Regions from separate parts of the Mus musculus genome. Here region 2 is linked to region 1. A link is a contact called in public promoter capture Hi-C data. All regions are on one chromosome and are shown on one strand. Each heading gives the region's core, a stretch centred on a gene start, on an enhancer-like site or on the middle of the called end of the contact. The rest is flanking DNA. Distances are from core to core; before and after follow the strand shown. Region 1 holds the start of Trim15 (tripartite motif-containing 15). Region 2 holds the start of Zfp57 (zinc finger protein 57).

The links. Capture Hi-C pulls out chosen DNA fragments and counts their contacts.
Region 2: a promoter capture Hi-C map of adipose tissue shows a contact between it and region 1. The contact joins the promoter of Zfp57 here to the promoter of Trim15 in region 1. A contact is called at or near these places in 3 of 39 promoter capture datasets (the HPC-7 cell line, cranial neural crest and maxillary cranial neural crest), 3 of 115 datasets of contacts at active chromatin or transcription factors (embryonic stem cells, extraembryonic endoderm stem cells and pancreatic cancer cells) and 3 of 9 other capture datasets (adipose tissue, liver and pancreatic islet).

Annotation. Positions count from the first base shown.
Region 1 is chr17:36,865,795-36,868,494 of GRCm38.p6, reverse strand. Trim15 (tripartite motif-containing 15) reads left to right here and starts at 1,308. Exons shown (of 7, transcript NM_001024134.2): 1 at 1,308-1,759; 2 at 2,095-2,190. The coding sequence starts at 1,394.
Region 2 is chr17:37,001,219-37,003,933 of GRCm38.p6, reverse strand. It overlaps Zfp57 (zinc finger protein 57), which reads right to left and starts at 1,409. Exons shown (of 5, transcript NM_001013745.2): 1 at 1,157-1,409; 2 at 619-648.

The sequences.
Region 1 (2,700 bases), core at 59-2,558:
GTGGAGTGAGTTCTTGCCTTCAACCATGTTGGTCCCAGGGCTAGAACTCAGGTCTTTGGCTTGGCAGCAGTTGCTTTTACCTGATGCGGCATCACACCGGCCCATGTTAAATTTTTTAATGACACCGTGGTTGTGTGGATGAATTCCTCACTCTGAGGAGATATATGTTGTATTTATGGAAGAGAGAGCAGATGGCCCAATACTTACAAAATTCAAAAATGCACAAAGGCATTCATGCCACTATTTCTCCACACTATCAATAAATTTGAATGTTTCTCATAATAAGGGTGAGAAAAATATTATAAGACAAAAAGTAAATATTAGTAGTATATTTAAGTTAGTCCAATGTTTCCAAAAATATTTTTGAGCATAGAGTCAACATGAAATACTAGCGATATATCACATGTCTCTGTAGTGATGTGAAATCGTTTATACAAACAGCACATCTCAGCCAGGGCCGACCACATATAATTAGACAGCTGTTCTAAGGATGCATTGTCAAGTGGGAAGGTAGGGCAGGAAGAAGGGGTGTGTGAAACATGAAAATAGGTGGGATAAAAAGACCTGGTGAGCACGAGGGTCTGGCTTTGTCCACAGGGCAGGTGAATGCCTAGGGATCCTGGCAGCTTGTCCACAGGGCAGGAGAATGCCCAGGGACCCTGGCGGCTTGATCTCTGACCCAGTTTTGGGAAGAGCTGGAATCCAAATACCCCAATGCCTTCTGTCTTGTGGCTGTCAAACTCTCTGATCCTTAGAAATCCTCTTTGCCTTTCAATTTGTATCTCTTTCTCCACACTTGTCCCAATGAGTTGTTATTAAATTGGTTGTTCTGGAGTAATTTCTTGGGGTGGTGGTGGTGGTGGTGGAGGTGGTGGTGAGTGCATATTGCCAGACGAGGGGAACGTGCATTTGGGCTCGAAATTCGAGGTCAGTCTCAACATCACAGGCTGGACTCTGATGCCACTGCCAGCCTCCTAGCCTGAACTATGGCTCTCACCTGCCCAGCGTGACAGGAAGCGGCTCCTCCCCAATGGCCTCACCTCTCTGTAGCCAAGAGATTCCAGGAAACCCCATTTCCAAGTGACCTCATGATGCAATACGCTGCTCCCCACCCAAGGGACCGAAGGCGACAGGAGTGGAGAGCTAGGTCACCTGCCTGCCCCTGGGAAACGCTGGGTAGTCAAGACGCCCTGGAGTTTGGACCTGCTTAGCTGCTGGGTTCTGGGCGTGGCAGCCAGGTGACCTCGCTGAGCTGACATTCCTGCCTTTCTTTCAGCCTCCGATTCCTTTGCTTCTGTGACAGTGACGCACTTAAAAGTGACTCAGTTTCAGGGAAAGGAAATTGGAGTGGACCGAGTCAGAAGACTGTGGACAGGCAGGGGAAGGCACGGTGATGCCCTCAACCCGGTCCCTGCGGGGACTTCACCAAGTAGCCTGTCCTGTCTGCACCCGACCCTTGCAGGATGCGGTGACCACAGCCTGCGGACACACTGTCTGCCTACTCTGCCTCCCGCGCACCCCAATGGGAGCCCAGCTGCTGTGCCCTCTCTGTCAGGGGGCAGAAGAGGAGAAAATCCAGGCCGCAGTGGCCCCGGTGTCCCTAGGTCCCCTGAGCGAGACCTACTGTGAAGAGCACGGAGAGAAGATCTATTTCTTCTGTAAGACAGACGCGGAGCTGCTCTGCGTGTTCTGCAGGGAGGGCCCCGCCCACCAGGCACACACTGTGGGGTTCCTGGATGAAGCCATCCAACCCTACAGGGTAAGGAGCTGAGGCGCTGCTTCGTGGGGGCAGGATGGTGACCTGATGTGGGTGAGTGAAGGAAAAGGGATAGAGATTTACTGTCTAAAATCCTCTCAGTCCTCCTCTTTGCTCCTGGTTTCCCTGCGGGCACATACACCTTACTTACCACACACTTTCTATCTCCATAGTGCCACCCAACCCAATTCTTGCCCTAAATGGTGATACAATGAAGGTCAAGGATTAGGACTCTTGTCAGTTTGAATCTCTCAGCCTCGGTGGTGTGTCCACAACATAGCACACGGTATTTGCCAGTGGGATTATTCACCGACCCTCTGCTTTCTTTTTTCTGACAGGATCGTCTCAGGAGTCGGTTAGAAGCTCTAAGAATGGAGAGGGACAAGATAGAAGATAGGAAATGTCAAGAAGACCAGAAGCTCCAGGAGGTTCTGGTAAAGATCACACACACACCTATGGCTGTCTGTTCCTTTGTTCCAGTTTGTTTGTTTAGGTACAGAGTCTCATGTAGCTCAAACTGGCCTCAAAGTCACTACTTAGCGGATCCTATTTTCTCTGCCCCCACAGGTGCTGGAATTACAGGCATGTGCCACCATCCTAACATGTTGGGTAGCTAGCTCAGTATGAACAGTGGTTGCGTAGAATACATGGAGCCCTATATTCAATACTCAGCACTGAATAGGAGTGTTCTATAATTGCAGCACTTGGGTGATGGAGTTAAGAGCGTCAAAAGCTCAATGTCATCTTTGACTTCATTGTGAATTGAGTTTGAGGCCAGCCTAGAATGCATAAGACATGGACATGTATCTCAAGAAAAAAAATAAATTACAACAGTTATTCATGAGTCTAAAGAAGACATAGTAGTTAGTTTTGTGTGGTTAGTTTTGTTGTTGTTTTTGTTTGTTTGCCAAATTGACTCAAGCAAGGGTCATCTGGGAAGAGGG
Region 2 (2,715 bases), core at 160-2,659, 140 kb before region 1:
TTTGTTCACTCTGAAATTTTTTTAATTTCTATTTCTCCTCTCTAGATGCAGGGAAGCATAAAGGCACAGAGACTCGTGGCCCTTTCTTTTCCTCTCAATTCTTTTGCTACGTGAAAGTGCCAGCAAGGAACAAGGCATTCAAGGAATCGCTAGCTCTGATCCCCAAAAAAGTTGCCAGGAAAGCTGCATTCTGAGGTTGATTTTCTTCCTTCCTTCTGTCTGTCTCACCTCTCATTATTCTTCCGTTGGAAAAAAAAAAAAAAAAAAAAACATTCCAAACAGTGTCTTCCAGGACCTGTCCATACAGTTCTATGCTAGTGTCTTCCAGGACCTGTCTTTAACCATTCTCAGCAAAGACCCCTTTATCAACAAGTCTTAACAATAGCATAAAGATGCGTGGTGACCTAGACGATTACCTAAACACTAGGAAGGCTGAGACAGGATCTCCGGGAGTTCTAGGACAGCCTGGGCTACAGAAAGCATAAAACATCATCAACAACAGCAGCAGGAGCTGCTGCACATTCACACAAAGCAGGGAGTGGTCTTTAATATAGATACAGGCTGATTAAGGAGACTGACAGGTGTTGGGTACCTCCATCCACCTCCTCACTCATTTACCTCTGATTGTTCTTTCCTGGTGCAGGAGCCCTGAGAAGGCAAGAGACTAAATAAGACTTGGCTGTTGATTGGCCGGAGGTCAGGTCCCGTCCCTCCCGACTCCCACCCCCCTGGCATGGGAGATGGGCCAGGCCTGGCCTCACCCTTCCACTGGGTAAATTTCTGGAGGGACTGTGCAGACGTCTCTCAACCCTGAGTGCACTCCTCCAACTAAAGCCCATTCATTGTTTCACAAATCTGAGGAGTCAGCCCCAATAGCACAAAGGAAGCTAAGACAGGAAGATCAGGCAAACTTGCCACAATACACCCCGTCTGTCCGGCTCTCTAAAATCTGTGGCCCCGCCGCTCTCACGCACAATCTGACAAGAAATGCCCGCCGGCTTTGCCCGGTCAGCCCCGGTCCCAGACTCTAATCCCCCGAGGTTTCAGCCACGTGAGCCTTTCCACCGCGGAGCCAGGCGGCTTCTCCCACCCAGGTGTCGGGCCCTCGTGGCTCCACCGAGGGAGCGGCTCCACCCGGGTCCCCGCACGCTCTCACCGCGCTCGACAGCCCTACTTGAGGCTCGGCAGTCCTGCCGTTCCCAGCGCTCGGCTTCTGAGCCGTAGCCTCGGACCACAGCCACACAAAGGGCTGGGCGCGCGTTCCAGCCTCGACCAGAACGCAGCGGCGTGAAACCCAGGAAGGGGCCCTTGCCAGAAGTCAGGAATCCGCTACTTTGTCCCTCTGCTTCCGTTCTGCTCCGTCCGCAGGTAACACATCTCAAGTGGCTGTCTGCCAAGGTCAGAAATTTAGATCTGAAGAAGCCCAATGCCTGAATGCCACGCCTTCTCGTCCCGCCTACTGTTGGTCTTCACTGGTCTCAGCTGCGCTAGGAAATTCCATTTCCTAAGATAAGTATTTACTCCTGGGGTGGGGAATGGGAGTGGGGGATGGGGGTAGGGGGTGGTGGGAGGGACGGGTGACTCAATTTCCGTAATTCCTTGTACTAGGCAGCTGAAAGTGAGTTCCACGCCTGCCTGGGCTACACAGTAAAACACACACACACACACACACACACACACACACACACACACACACACACACACACACACACACACACACACAAATAAAATAAGGTAAGACTAAAGAAAAACTGGAACACTTCGCAGACAAGTAAAGTGGGCCGTGGAGCAACATCTTAGCTAAAGTAAAATCCAAGAAAGCACAGGAGACTTAGACTATAGTTACAGGATAGCTCAGTAGTTAGAGAGGATTCCAGGACACCTAGCACAGAGAGACCTGTAACCAGGGAACCCCACACTCTTCGTTTGGTACCATCCCATATGTGGCATTCACTCATACAGACTCAGGACAATAAAAATAATGATTAAAAAAAAAAAGATACAGACACTTCACAGGTATCACATCACGGTCAAGTCGTATTAGTGTTTCACATACCAAATTCACTTCAGTCTCTCTCTGTAATCCTTTCTTTTGTTTGTTTGGATTTGTTTTTAATAAGTTCCATTGGAATTATAACACTTAACCCAGGTCTCAGGCAGCCAAAGCACAAACATAGTTGGGGAGGGTGATAGGAAAGTATAGAAGGTACTAGGTTGCTGGGTGGTGGTGGCGCTCGCCTTTAATCCCAGCACTTGGGAGGCAGAGGCAGGCAGATTTCTGAGTTCAAGGCCAGCCTGGTCTACAAAGTGAGTTCCAGGACAGCCAGGGCTATACAGAGAAACCCTGTCTCGAAAAACCAAAAAAAAAAAAAAAAGAAGAAGAAGAAGGATTGAAGCAATCCATATGTAACAGGCCTGTAGTGAGGTAAAAGAACAAACAAACAAACAAAAACCACGCTTTCCGTCAATAATGAACTGTTTCTCACCCTGACTTCAAATTACCTTATTTACAAAACTGAGCAACCATAATTAGCTGATTTAGGTTCTTCAACTTTAAATAAATAAATAATTTATTTATTTATTATTTACTTACTTTCTTAGAGACAGCTCTTCCTAGGAACTCACTATGGAGCCATGCTGACCTTGAATTCAAGACCCCCTCGACTCAGTGATTGAGTGTATACTGGCTTCTGGTCCTTAATTCTTGAGGTGGAA